Linked DNA regions of Sus scrofa: regions 2, 3 and 4 are each linked to region 1. Evidence: chromatin contacts called from public Hi-C and promoter capture Hi-C data. All regions are on one chromosome and are shown on one strand. Each heading gives the region's core, a stretch centred on a gene start, on an enhancer-like site or on the middle of the called end of the contact. The rest is flanking DNA. Distances are from core to core; before and after follow the strand shown. Region 1 holds the start of C13H3orf67. Region 2 holds the start of PDHB (pyruvate dehydrogenase (lipoamide) beta). Region 3 holds the start of ACOX2 (peroxisomal acyl-coenzyme A oxidase 2). Region 4 holds the start of KCTD6 (BTB/POZ domain-containing protein KCTD6).

Evidence for each region. Promoter capture Hi-C pulls out the DNA fragments that hold promoters and counts their contacts. A called contact is a pair of places that touch in the nucleus more often than the background predicts.
Region 2: a Hi-C map of liver shows a contact between it and region 1, with 4 times the contacts expected there. The contact joins the promoter of PDHB here to the promoter of C13H3orf67 in region 1. A contact is called at or near these places in 1 of 5 promoter capture datasets (liver) and 3 of 47 Hi-C or Micro-C datasets (embryonic fibroblasts, heart right ventricle and liver).
Region 3: a contact with region 1 is called in a promoter capture Hi-C map of liver, with 2.9 times the contacts expected there. The contact joins the promoter of ACOX2 here to the promoter of C13H3orf67 in region 1. A contact is called at or near these places in 1 of 5 promoter capture datasets (liver) and 2 of 47 Hi-C or Micro-C datasets (epiblast stem cells and mesenteric adipose tissue).
Region 4: a Hi-C map of heart right ventricle shows a contact between it and region 1, with 4 times the contacts expected there. The contact joins the promoter of KCTD6 here to the promoter of C13H3orf67 in region 1. A contact is called at or near these places in 1 of 5 promoter capture datasets (skeletal muscle) and 2 of 47 Hi-C or Micro-C datasets (embryonic fibroblasts and heart right ventricle).

The regions. Positions count from the first base shown.
Region 1 is chr13:40,766,757-40,770,034 of Sscrofa11.1, forward strand. C13H3orf67 reads right to left here and starts at 1,866. Exons shown (of 15, transcript XM_021069115.1): 1 at 1,457-1,866. The coding sequence starts at 1,477. It overlaps LOC102158698 (a long non-coding RNA gene), which reads left to right and starts at 1,986. Exons shown (of 3, transcript XR_002337602.1): 1 at 1,986-2,173.
Region 2 is chr13:40,165,575-40,168,926 of Sscrofa11.1, forward strand. It overlaps PDHB (pyruvate dehydrogenase (lipoamide) beta), which reads right to left and starts at 1,928. Exons shown (of 10, transcript NM_001244398.1): 1 at 1,829-1,928; 2 at 1,687-1,743; 3 at 14-121. The coding sequence starts at 1,870. LOC110256254 (a long non-coding RNA gene) reads left to right here and starts at 2,071. Exons shown (of 3, transcript XR_002337600.1): 1 at 2,071-2,392.
Region 3 is chr13:40,254,161-40,257,310 of Sscrofa11.1, forward strand. ACOX2 (peroxisomal acyl-coenzyme A oxidase 2) reads right to left here and starts at 1,564. Exons shown (of 15, transcript XM_021069070.1): 1 at 1,245-1,564.
Region 4 is chr13:40,208,670-40,211,830 of Sscrofa11.1, forward strand. KCTD6 (BTB/POZ domain-containing protein KCTD6) reads left to right here and starts at 1,828. Exons shown (of 3, transcript XM_005669685.3): 1 at 1,828-2,062.

The DNA of each region.
Region 1 (3,278 bases), core at 616-3,115:
AATACATTACTGAAGGTCCATAAGCATTAATTATAAAAGAGGAATTAAAGTTGATTGTCTCTGAGAAGGGTTAATTGCAAGAAATGGAGAATCTGAAATATGATCAAACATAGGGTTTTGTGTGGCCTGTTTGAATTACAAGCAGCACACAAGCAAATCTGATTTTTCTCAATAATAAAAGCTGAGTTTTAACACATAATCACTTAAAAGTTAGACATTTAATTTCTTTTTCCTTAGGCAGTATTATGTGTAAACTGTGGAACAGAATTACTATTGCTTCTGGGATCAGGTAATATCTCACAATGATTTTAGGTCTGAGTCTGAGGAAGCTTTCTTTTTTATTTATTTAAGACAAAAATCCTTACATCTGCTCAGATAGAAAACTACTCTCCCCTTTCTGCCATCTCCTGGCTACCAAGTTTCCCACAGTGGACATATGTTCTTTTATAACTATATTTTACTGGCATTAAATGAAAGACAGTCTCTAAAATTATTCTAACACATTTAATGACATCAAATGGATGAGAAGAAAGAAACTGCAGAATATTCTAAGGACAGTCACAAGAAGGCAGGCAGTATTTGTTGCAAAGGTAGAAGCTACGAAGGAATGACTAGAGAAGGACTATTCTGGCACAGGGACAAAATTGTTCATCTTAACAAGAGAACTAAGACGGCAAACATTAGGAAGCGTGTAACCTCAGACAGAGGGTAGGAAAGGAAAGCAGGAGATTAGGACTGAGGGAGATGCCCAGTGAGATGAGGAAGCAGCAGACCCTCCAGGATACTCAAGGTGACTGAGGGAAGACCCAGAGCAGTTTCCTTCAGTGCGAGCTTGACCCTCAGAACGAAGTGCAGTAAGTTGCTATGAAGGTAAACAAACTAGCTCCATCTACAGAGATTCTGATTTATGCAATCTGGCGATAGGGTCAGGAAATTTGCAGTTTTAAAAGCACTCCCAGTGGTCCTAATGTAACTCAGTATTTGAGAATAACTGATCCCCAGTTTTTGGGAAAGTGACAATAGTCCATGGCCAAAGCGCTTATTTTCTTTCTTGGCTTAATCATTCATTCCTTCACTGATTCGCTCTCTTCTAAATAGCTTTGGAATTACCAATGTGCCTCAATAGTGTTAAAACTCAAGGTTTATGGGTCCTGCCCTCAAGTTGCCGATTCAGGAGGTCTGGCTGGAGTTTAAGATTGCATTTTGGTCAAAATCACTGGCAATCCCTACACTTTAAGAAGTAATGTGCTGGAGACTGAACAAAAGTTAAAAATCACATACCCACATGTCGGTTGCTTTCTTTTTTCTGAGTCAACACTATTTATCTATTAAGTCCTTCTAAACCCCAGAAAGACTGCATTATGGGGGGGGGGGGGCGGTCTTTGCTTCACCCTGAAAATGAGCTACCTCACCCAAGAGGAGAAAGTTATAGACAGGGAGAGACGTTTGGGGTTACCTGGTACTCATTTTTGAACATTCCCGCAGGGAGCCCGGGGCTTGGGGGGCACGGAGTTCAGGGCTTCCAGCGAGTAGCGCGACTCTGAATGATGGAAATCAGCGGGCTGGAACCGGGGGGCCCCACCGGCGGGGAAGAGTTCAGTGCTCGGCCCCGACGGGGCCAGGCTTTTCTCAGCCCCCGGTCAGCTCCACCTAGGGCCCTCGACCCGAACCAACGCAGTGCCCGCCTCCGTGGTGCCCGAGTCGGGGCAGGCACACTGGGCGAGCTCCGAATGGTCCCGAGGAGTGACTGCGCGTGTAGCCTACGTTACCGTGCGCCCAGACGCGGAGAATCAGACAACCGCCCTCCCGCTCTACCGGGAAAAGCAGCGCGTCCCGCCGCCGCCGCCCCTCCCCCCGAACTCGATCTGAAAAGGGAGGGGCCGAACGGGACCTGATGTTCCGACCTCTCCCATTGGCTCTCACGAGGCGCCTGCGCATTGCGCTATTTGAGCTTCACGCCAAAGGACACGTGAGGCCACGCAGTGACGTAGGCGTTGCCCAGGCAACCAAGGGGCTCTCCTGGAAAGCTTGAGTGGCAAAATCTGCAACCAGAACTTGTTTTAGTTTGGAGCTGTGCTTGCCGAAGGGGCTAAATTTAACCTGGTTTAAGAGCTACTGCAGGTACTGGATTCTACTAGGAAACCTGTCACCTGGTCATAAACAGTGATAACTGGTAGGTTGCTGAGGGGAAGAGCCATGGAATCATGGAACTGCTCAAGTGGCCTTTCTTTGGAAGTTTCCAAAATTTGTCTTTGTTGAAGTAGCGATAGGGGCCACCAGCCCTTTCACCGTTACAGAAAGCCCAAGAAGTAAGGCTTGAAAAGCCAAGATTTTTTTGCTCAAAATAATAACTACATACATTATTAATCTGTTACCAACCTGGGTTTTTGGCCTTCCTTAATCAATAAAAATTGATAAGAGGTCAGACAAGAAATTCAGACAAGGCTTTATTTGGGGGCCCTGTTGCAGCAAGTTGGGGAGAGGAGGGGACAAGCAACAGTTTCCCTTGCTCACTCCTCCCCTGAGGGTTGAGGGAGGTGGCTCCTTATAGGGAGTGAAGGTAGGAGTGGGGTCAGGAGTCAGGCCAGAGGGGCGGCTTAGATGGTTTGCCCATCCTTCTGGTGGTGTGGGCAGGAAGCACATGGAGTACCTTGATTTTGCCTCCAACACCCTCCTTCTGCTATTTGCTCTTCAGAAATGGAGTTGGTTTTTTTAGTTATCAGTATTTTGTTGCTTACAGTTTGCCTCAGCTGCATGTGCTTGCAGCTGTTTTTAGTCCCGTATAATTTCTTTGTATTTCCTTGCTTCAGGAGATGTTTGTCCAGGTGCAGCCACTGCAGCAAAGGGTCCTAGGTCCTAGCCTGTTTCAGAGCCAGGTGCTCTCTTATCTATCTGGATACTTACTTAGTTTCTATTTCAGAACCACTCTTACACTGTAGGTTTTATTTTCAGTTTGGGGCTAAGGACCTGTATATTAGAAAGGTGAAACATCTTGCCCAAGCTCGTATGGCCAGTAAATGATGGAGCTGGTTTGGAGCTTGTGTCTGATGAGGTGAGTTAGGTCAGAGGCACAGGGTTATTGGTAATCAGGTACCACTCATGGAGCCCTTGCTATAGGACACGTGGTTCACAGCCTTGTGAGGTATCAAATCTTTCAGTTGAGATCACTGAGATTCAGAGTTGATTAGGAATTTACTCAAGGATGAGTTGACTTTTGGCTATGGCTGAGTCTGATATTCTCATTCACCCAAAAGTCTCCAATATGTGTTGTCCTTACA
Region 2 (3,352 bases), core at 678-3,177, 600 kb before region 1:
GTATCTTGGTTACCTTATATGCCCCATCATACTGAGCAACTTCTTCCCCAAGGAGAAATACCTTCTCATCTCTTTCCAGCTCCTCATCCATACCTTGATTTATAGCGTCACGAACTGTTACCTGTCACAGGTATGGGAAAGCAGTCAATGAGCTACAGGATTACTTAGGATACCATTGAGATTCTCTCCCTTTACCTAGGCTGCCCACAGCATACAATATAAAAACTATCACTAGAACAGGCTTCTCTTTAAAAGTTCAAAGAATCCTATCTAAAAAGACAAAAAAAAAGTTCAAAGAATTCTAAAAGTAACATTTCTATCACTCACAGCCAGTCTTTGATAGGATGTGTAAATGAGAAATACATTAAACACTTTTCTTGACATGCACCTAGGCTTAAGAAATCTGCTTGCAGGCAGTGCTTCTTTGCCCGTCTACTTGTACCTCTCACAAGCATCCTATCTTAATAAATCTATTTCTTACCTATAAAAAAAAAAATCTGCTTGTTGGCCAGATAAGCTCATAGATGGATTGATTACTACGTACAAAGTAGACTTACGGCATTCCCATTGTTGTTCAGTGGATTAAGAACCCGACATGGTGTCCATGAGGATATGGGTTCCATCCCTGGCCTTGCTCAGTAGGTTAAGGATCTGGCATTGCAACAAGCTGCAGTGTAGGTCACAGATGCAGCTAGAATCCAGTGCTGCTGTGGCTGTGGCACAGGCCTGCAGCTGCAGCTCTGATTGGACCCCTAGCCTAGGAACTTCCATATGCTGCAGCTGCAGCTATAAAAACAAAGAAAAAAAGTATACTAGGTAGTTTTATTTCCACATGTAGTATATTGTAGAGGCAGAGAACGTCAAGTAAGCTTAAATTATACTACATATTGAGCACTCACTAAGTGCCTGGTACTGCCAAACGTGTTGCCTTCAGCATCTAAGAGTTATTTTATCACACAGGTTGGTAGAATTTTCTAGTAACATAAAAAGGATAGAGAAGGAAATTCCTCAAAAGTTGAACACAGAATTATCATATGATCCAACAATTCCACTTCTAGCTATACTCAAAAGAACTGAAACCAGGGGCTCAGATACTTGCACACCAATGTTCACAGCAGCACTGTTCACAAATCCAACAGGTGGAAACAACCCAAAGGTCCATTAAAGATGAATGGATAAACAAAATGTATATGCCCACAACGGAATATTAACCTTAAAAAGGATGGAAATTCTGACATTCTACAACATGGATGAACCTTAAAAACATGGTGAAATAAACCAGAAAAAGGACAAATAAACCAGATAAAGGACAAATCTTTATTTACCACTTACAGGAGGTAGTGAGAATAGATACTCATATACACAGAAGGTACAAAAGAGGTTACCAGGGGCTAAGAGGAAATAAGGAGTTATTGTTTAATGGGTACAGTTTGTTTGGGATGATAAAATTCTGGTAGTGAACGGACAATATGGTGAATTACTTAGTGCCGCTGAACATACAGTTTAAATGGGAAATTTTGTATTTTACTACAAAAGTACATTTTAAAGGGGGTGAGAGAAGAAGTATGGAGTCTAATTAGATCGGCCATCTGATTTCAATGAGCCTTGCGCGGCTGACATGCCACCCCAGCCTCTGCCCCAGGACGAGGGACCCCTCCCTGTCTGGTTAGCGTCTGGGCCAATTACCTGCAGCGCCGCCGGCGCCGTGCGGTGGAAGCGCCTCCTCAGCAGCAGCCCGGAGACCTTGCGGGGAGAAAAAGGACGCTTAGAGGGGACGCAGGATGGCAGGGATCGCGCAGGATCCTGGGGCCAGTGAGCCGCTGCCTACCTGCTCCAGGGGCCTCCGCACCAGCCCAGCCACTACCGCCATTTTGAATGTGTCCTCTAGTCGCCAAGAAATGACAACACCGCGGGGCTGCAGAAGAGTCAAGCCCGCTCTTCCCCGCCGGTGCCGGCCAATGGCAGGGCACGGCGCCTGCGTGCCCCGCCCCCTATGGCGTCAGGGTCGAGGGGCGGGGCCGAGGAGGCGCGAGGGTGGTCCGTCAGCTTGGCTTGATGCCCACTCGGATCAAGTTTGCTGAAGGTGGGCGGTTCCTGGCACGCACAGTGCACGCCGAGAGCACGTCCCTGCTTGTTGGAGCGCAGTGACCCCAAGTCATACTCAAAGGTCTAACTCGAGGCTGAGGAATGTGTCAGGCCAGGCTTCCGCAGGCACTGAAATCCTTTGGGCACCAAGCCAAACTGGTGACTGGAAATTTACAATCTTACAAGCGAGCCTACTCCTTCTTGGACAGCACCGTCTATTGATTTCTTACAGTGTGAACCAAAGCTTTCACGTGTGCCAGGCGTTGTGTTGTGCTTTATGGCTTATTTCTCACAAGAACCCGCTCAGGTAATTAATAGCATTAGCTCCATTTCGCAGATGGTTAAACTGAAGCAGGGATTGGTTAAATCAGTCAGGGTTTGAATTTAGGACTGCCTGACTCTAAAGGGTAGTCTTTTATTACTGCTTCCTGAAGCAGAAGTTGGGGTCTGCGTTACAACAACCTGCATTTAGAGAGGGTTTTTGTTTTGTTTTGTTTTGGGTTTTTTTGCCATTTCTTGGGCCGCTCCCAGGACATATGGAGGTTCCCAGGCTAGGGGTCCAATCAGAGCTGTAGCCGCCAGCCGACACCAGAGCCACAGCAACACAGGATCCGAGCTGCGTCTGCAACCTACCTACAGCTCCCGGCAACGCCAGACCCTTAACCCACTGAGCAAGGCCAGGGATCGAACCTGCAACATCATGGTTCCTAGTCGGATTCGTTAACCACTGAGCCACGACGGGAACTCCCTAGAGGGTTTTATAGGGTCAAATACCTGATTAGGGAAGCCTTTGGAAGCTTCCTCTCATTGGTCTCTTTTTGACCCTGCATGCAGTGGTGGGGATAGGGGTGGGCGGTGGTCAGATAGGACCTCTGGGGACTCTGTCAGTCCTTACTCATGCCCAGGACATTCCAAAAACTCTTCTGAGGGCTGCAGGCTGCCAGTCTGGGTTTAATCTCAGGGCTCTCAGAAGCCAGCGCAGCAGGGAAGTGACCAGGTGAGGAGGAGTCTGGTTGCTGAGTGAGAAAGAGAGGAGGGGGATTCAAGCAAAAGCAGGGAGACCTGAGAGTCTTTGGCAGAGGGAGCACTGGACTCTGGAGGGTTGAGGTGAAGAGGAGAGAATAGGTTTGAGATCTGTTTAGGACCAGAATCAATAAGGTTGCCTTGAGGCAAGGGGAAAAAATGAGGAAGATTTGGGGAGTTTGTTGCTGTTGAATGGATGGGGGAGGGGAGGAGATGGGGAGCAGGTGGGAGGTAAGAATTCATT
Region 3 (3,150 bases), core at 314-2,813, 510 kb before region 1:
CCCTACAGCAAGGCAAACACCGGGTACTGTTTGTTCTACTTCCTGAGGCTCTCATATTGATTTGTTTCTTCCATTCACTTGGCTACCACCCAGGCCCCTACCACCTCTCACCTGCTGGGCTGAGCTCTTTAACTGTGGTCACGGTGTTTACCTCCCAGCTGGGAGTCTGGTCCTTGGTGGCCACTGGGAAAGAGAGTCCACGCCTTCTGCTATCCGCTATCCCTCACCCCACATGCCCCTTGCCCTGTATCTGTCCACTCCCCGCACCCATGCCCCCTCCCTCTCCTCCTGCCTTTGCCCCTGCTGTCTCTAAGACTCTAAGGAGTCTTCTGATGGCAGTGCCCTCCCCCCAACCCCCCGCAGAACCCGCTGGGTGCTATCAGAGTGGCCTGGAGCCTAACACGAAGAGGTAGGCTGTAACTCTTTCCTGTGGGCAGCCCCTGCTGTGATTCCTATTCTTCTTCACTACAACCCTGCAGATACACTACTGCTATTATAACTAGTTTTTAGAGAGGACAGGAGCCTTGGGAAGGGAGGAAACTTTGTAAGGTCATGCAGCCACATGTGGCAAATGGGATTCATAGTAGGCCTCTATACAGACAGCCCTAAGTGGGTGGCAGGGCCTTGGGGTACTGACAAAGGGCCTGGCACGGCACATTCAAGAAGCTCCCTCCTCTGCCCCTTGGATCCTGGCAAGGCCGGCTAACTTGTCTCCTCTTTCCCTGCCCCACTTCTCCCCGCCTCTTCCACCCTATGCTCCAACTGCTGCTGCCTCTTGGCTGTGCTCCAACATTTAGGCGTCACCCCCTCAGCGCAGGGCCTCGGCCAGGCTCTGTCCTCTGCGGGGAACACTCTTTCCCTGGATGTCCTCATGGCTGCCTCACTTCCTCTGCAAGTCCTTGATCACTGTCACCTTCTCAGTGAGGCTTAGCTGACCATCCTCTTTCAAATCCCAAGCCCCTTCCCTCAGCATTCCCAATCCTCCTCGATCTGCTCTGCTTTTTCTTTTTCGCTGATCGTAACGTACAAGGTCATTTGCTCCTTTATTATGTTTTTGTTTATTGCTGCCTCTCCCTACTTAAACTCCAAGAGGGCCAGGATGTTATGGCCCTGACGCTTACTTAGCACAGGGCGTGGATCACAAGTAGCACATAGGAAACAAGTGTGGAATGAAAGCAAGTAGCTCTCAGAGGCTTTAGGAGTGACCTTAGGAGTGTCCAGTCCCTCTCCGGCCCCTCACTTACCTCGTCCTGAGTCCTGAGTCTGCGTAGCAGGCCTGGCCCAGCCGCACTAACTGCCGGGTTAGGCCTCTCATGGGTGGCCCAGCCCCTTTCTCCTCCCCTAGAGGGGCTGGGCCATTGGATCCTAAAGGTGCTGCTTGGCAGGCTCTCAGCTCCCAGCTATCCGCTGGTTGAGCTCACTGCCTCCACTTGCATGTCTTCCTGCTTCCCTCTGGTGGCTGTGATGCTGCTGGGCACCGAGGCCTCCCTGGGAGACTAAGTGGGGGTGAGGCAGGGAGGGGGGAAGTGGGGTAGAGAGCTTAGCTCGAGGCTGGCTGGGCAGCTTAGTGAGTGCCAGCTCCCCAGCCTCTGTCTTCCCTTCTTTCCTACCTCCTTGGCTCACCTCCCAGAGCCTGGTCCTGGTCAAACGCACATGCTTTCACTCTCGTAAAGTAATGCACAGGTGCGACCTGGGTTCAAATCCTGGAGGTATGATGCTGACTTGCTTCTCTTCTAAGCTTCCCTTCCTTTAACTCACAGGGTATGAAGGAAAAGTCTTGGTTAACTGTAAAGCCCCAAGCATTTGCAACTTTGTGATTTTTTACTGTTTTCTTGGTTCCCCATGAGAGAATTTCTTAATTCCCAGGATTAATGTTTAATAGGAGGATTTCCCATTCTTTGGTGTTGTACAGCTGGTGAGATATTTAAGGGTGAGCATGTGAGGTTTGGATAGAACAGAATGTGCTGGTTTGGTTACTCATCAATATTTATTTATTTGCTTGTTTGATTTTTCATTTATTTTTTCTTTTTTGGCTGCCCTATGGCATGTGGCGTTCCCAGGCCATGGGTCAGAGCTGAGCTGTGGTTGTGACCTATGTGGCAGCTGCAGCACCACCAGATCCTTTAATCCACTGTGCTGGGCTGGGGATGGAACCTATGTCTTGGGTCTGCAGAGATGCCGCTGATCCTGTTGTGCCACAGCGGGAATGCCAGTATTCATTTTTGAATGTCGGCAGTGATCTCGGCACTGGGGCACAGTAGGAAGCCCAAACCACAGAAAACAAAACTGTACCAGTGCCCTGCCCTTGCAGCTTCCATCCTGGGGTTGAGGGGCTGCTAGGGAGACATAGTTATAGTAGAAATGGGCTGGAAAACCTAGTGAGATATTCACAACCACTTCTAATGAACTTAGAACTTTTTTATTTTTATTTTTTTGGCTGTTTCCTCTCATATTATTTGTTTCAAGTTTTATTTAAATATATTTAATTTACCAGGCTGCGATACTTCTTACTGTACAACAAAGTGACCCAGTCATAAGTGTACACACATCCATTCTCTCTCAGATTCTTTTCCAACATAGATTATCACAGACTGTCAGTAGAGCTCTCTGTGCTATACAGCAGGTCCCTGTTGGCCAATCATTCCATATGCTCAGTGTGCATATGCCAATCCCAAAGCCCCAGTCCATCCTCCCCCCCACCCCCATACCTGTCCCCTATGGTAACCATAAGTTTTTCAAAGTCTGTGAGTCTGTTTCTGTTCTGCAAATAAGTTCATTTGTATCTCTTTTTTAAGATTCCACATAGGGGTGATATCATATAATGTTTGTCTTTCACTCTGTGACTAACTTCACTTAGTATGATAGTTTCTTGGCCCATCCATGTTGCAGCAAATGGCATCACTTCATTCTTTTTTATGGCGGAGTAATATTCCATTGAATATATGTACTACATCTTTATCCATTCCTCGGTCATTGGGCATTTAATTTGCTTCCATGCCTTGGCTATTGTAAATAGTGCTACAGTGAACATTGGCGTACAGATATCTTTTTGCATTATGGTTTTCTCTGGGTATATTCACAGGAGTGGGATTGCTGGATCATGTGATAGTTCTATTTTTAGTTGTTTTTTGTTAGTTTGTTTTTGGTCTT
Region 4 (3,161 bases), core at 578-3,077, 560 kb before region 1:
AATATGTAGGAATCCTTCCTTTTTTTTTTTTTTTTGTCTTTTCTAGGGCCGCACCTGCAGCATATGGAGGTTCCCAGGCTAGGGGTTGAATCAGAGCTGTAGCTGCGAGCCTACACCACAGCCACAGCAACGCAGGATCTGAGCCATGTCTGCGACCTACACCACAGCTCATGGCAACGCCAGATCCTTAACCCGCTGAGCAAGGCCAGGGATCCAACCCATAACCTCATGGATCCTAGTTGGATTCGTTAACCACTGAGCCATGAAGGGAACTCCAGGAATCCTTCTGAGAAAACCACTGATAAAGTTAATTCCTCTCAGTTTTTAGTTGAGGAAATAGAAGCCCCAAGAAGGGAAATGATTCTTCCAAAGACACCAGTAAGCCAGGGGCAGTTTTGGATTTTCATTGGCACCAAATCCTGGAGATCTGAGTGTTGGGTAATTTCAGCATTATCTTTCCTTTGTAAAAGATAAAACTCATTTATTTTTCTGATTATAAATTCCATATCCATGCATTCTAGAAAACACAAAAAATTCAGAAGAACATTTAGAAGTAATAAATGACTAATATTCCCATCCTACTGCCTAGAACTATGGTTAATGATTCGGTGTAGCTTTCAAAATTTTTCTCTACATATATTTACATTTTAAAAAATAAAATTAGGATTATGCCATGTATACCATGTTGTATACTGCTTATTTCACACACATTTACCTGTATCCTCACGTAGTCTTTTTCAGTATGATAATGTAGCACTCAATTATGTTGATGAAGCATATGTCATTTATTTAGTCTATTGATTTGAGTTTTCAGAGAAAACCTAAATATAAGATATGACTGTGATGATGATGCAGATAAAATTAAACCCCAGAGACAGCTGATGCATAGGCAGACATAAAGTACAGGTGAGTTTCCAAGGCAAGTAGTTATCCTGGTGAAGGGGAAATGGAAAAAACCAACATTGCATACCTGGTCTCACCTGGAAAGGGATGGAGATCTGGTTAGCAGGAACCGAATGGAATTTGGAGGCTATGCTTGGAGATCACTTAGCTCTGAAACTTTAGGTAATGGCCCCCTCTCTGCAGCCTTGGCTTCCTTCATGGTGAAATGAGGGCTGTTCCAGCGCCAGGGTCATCTAAGGACAGCTCTTTCAGCCCTCGGAGCCCTGGCATTGGTCGTTTTCTCTGCTGAAGTCACCTCTGCCCTTCTACCCCCCTGGCCTCCCACGTTGACCCTTCAGGCTTGGCTGCCTTTCCCTATTGTGCCCACCAGGCTGGATAAGTGACTTTACTACCAATCCCACAGAACGCAAGGCCCAGAGGTGCTCTGGTCACAGTCCGGGTCTTCCTTAGCCACCGCACCTGAAGCAGAGGCCCCCTCCGCTTATATCTCCATCTAATTCTTCTGATCATGTACCTCCCAATACATAATGATCATAGCTTGTCATTGTTTTATCTACTGGCTGTTTCCTTGGGTCTTTTCTCTTTAGGACGTCCCTGCCTCTTGGTGGCCGCTCTCCCCACAGGCCTGGCACATGGGCAGGGCCCCATACGTGTTGGTTAAATGACAGAAGAAACAGCTGTGGGTATCCTAGGCCTGAGAACACTGGGAAGACTGCCCTGGGCTGGGCTGATTCCAAACTGCCGGCGGAGGCGGGACCTAGGGCGGATTCTGGGCGGGACGCGGAGAGTCTCGGGCGGAGCCTCTGGGGCGTCAGGGCGGGGCTTTGGGGCTGCGGCGGAGCAGGCCTAACCAAGCAGCCCAGGCTACGCCTGGTTGAGTTCCACTGGCCGCTCGGCCCTCCGGCCACCCGCCCGCGCCGCCGTCAGGGGGCGCTCTCGCTCGCGGCGCCGCGTTTCTACTGGGGAGGCGCCGTCCGCTCCGGGCGGCTGGAGCCGCAACTCCGGGCGCGGGCTCAGTCGTCCCGTCTGCCGCCGCCGCCGCCACCGCCGCCTCCGGGAGCGGGCTCGCTCGTCCTCGCGGTCTCACTCTCCGGCCGCCGGCGTCTCCCGGCCCGGCAGCTGCCGCCGCCGCCGCCGCCGCCGCCGCCGCCGCCGCGCAGTGAGTAGGGGCGGGCCCACGGCTTGGGGGCCCGGGGCTCGGGAGGGCTGGGCACTAGAAGCCCGTGCGAAGCGGCCGGGGGAGGGAGGTTGAAGGGAAGCCGGGCGGTGGCGGGGCCCTGCTGAGGGGACCGCTGGGAGCCCGGGCGGCGCGCTCCGGGGCTGGCACGAGCCCGCGGCGGGCTGTCCGCGGCCGAGGGGCCGGCCTTGTGCGGAGGTTCCGGAGCCCGCCGGGCGGGAACTTGCGGGTTCGGCGGACCCGGGTTCGGGGCTCCGGTGCGCGCCCTCTGCCCGGGCCCTGAGCGTCTCCTATCCCTCGCCAGGGCCGGGTCGGGACTGGGGGCTCCGCCTGCGGGCAAAGTGCAATCTGGCCCGCTCGGGGGCACCTCGAGGTTTGCTCGAAAATGGTTGTTTTGGGGGTGGTGCTTATTCGCCCCTATTTGTCTTAATTTAAAGACATTTGGGGATTTTCTGCCCCAAAGAGACACTCTGACCGCAGCTGAGTTCTTTAGGCTGAGATTTGTATGTGTCAGGGCATTTTTAATGCTGCTTGTCAGAGGTGATAAATGGCCGCGTTAATGGGGAGCCCCTGAAGCACCTGCCAGGCTGTCGGAGGCTGTGTCGGGGCGGGGGGTGGTGACGCGCAAATGAAACAGAGATCTTGTTTGGATGTTCTGCTGAAGTTATGTTGCTGTTCACATATAGCTGTTCTATAACAAGTTGATAAATCCAATTTTAGGGGTTTGTAATAGAAGAGATTTGAGGGGCCAAGAGACCCGAAGTGACCTAGTTTGGCTAAGAATATTTGGGGAAGCCTAGTTGCCCCTTCCTGTTTCCTCTTCTCTTGGCATGTTGATTTTCTTGCTGTCACAAATGCCCAAGTACATGAATGATCCCAAGATAGGAAAGATTCTAGGGGACAGCCTTTAGCACAGGACTGAGCCCAGGATTGAGATGTTTTCAAATGAACAGATGTGTAGCTAGGAAAAGAAAAATCTTTTTGCCTTCATGGCTGTCATGTTGGGAGAACTTGCTCTTTGGTTGGGAACTGTCAGGCCATACTAATGCTTCATCTTGTGTAATGCCACAGATAATTAGGA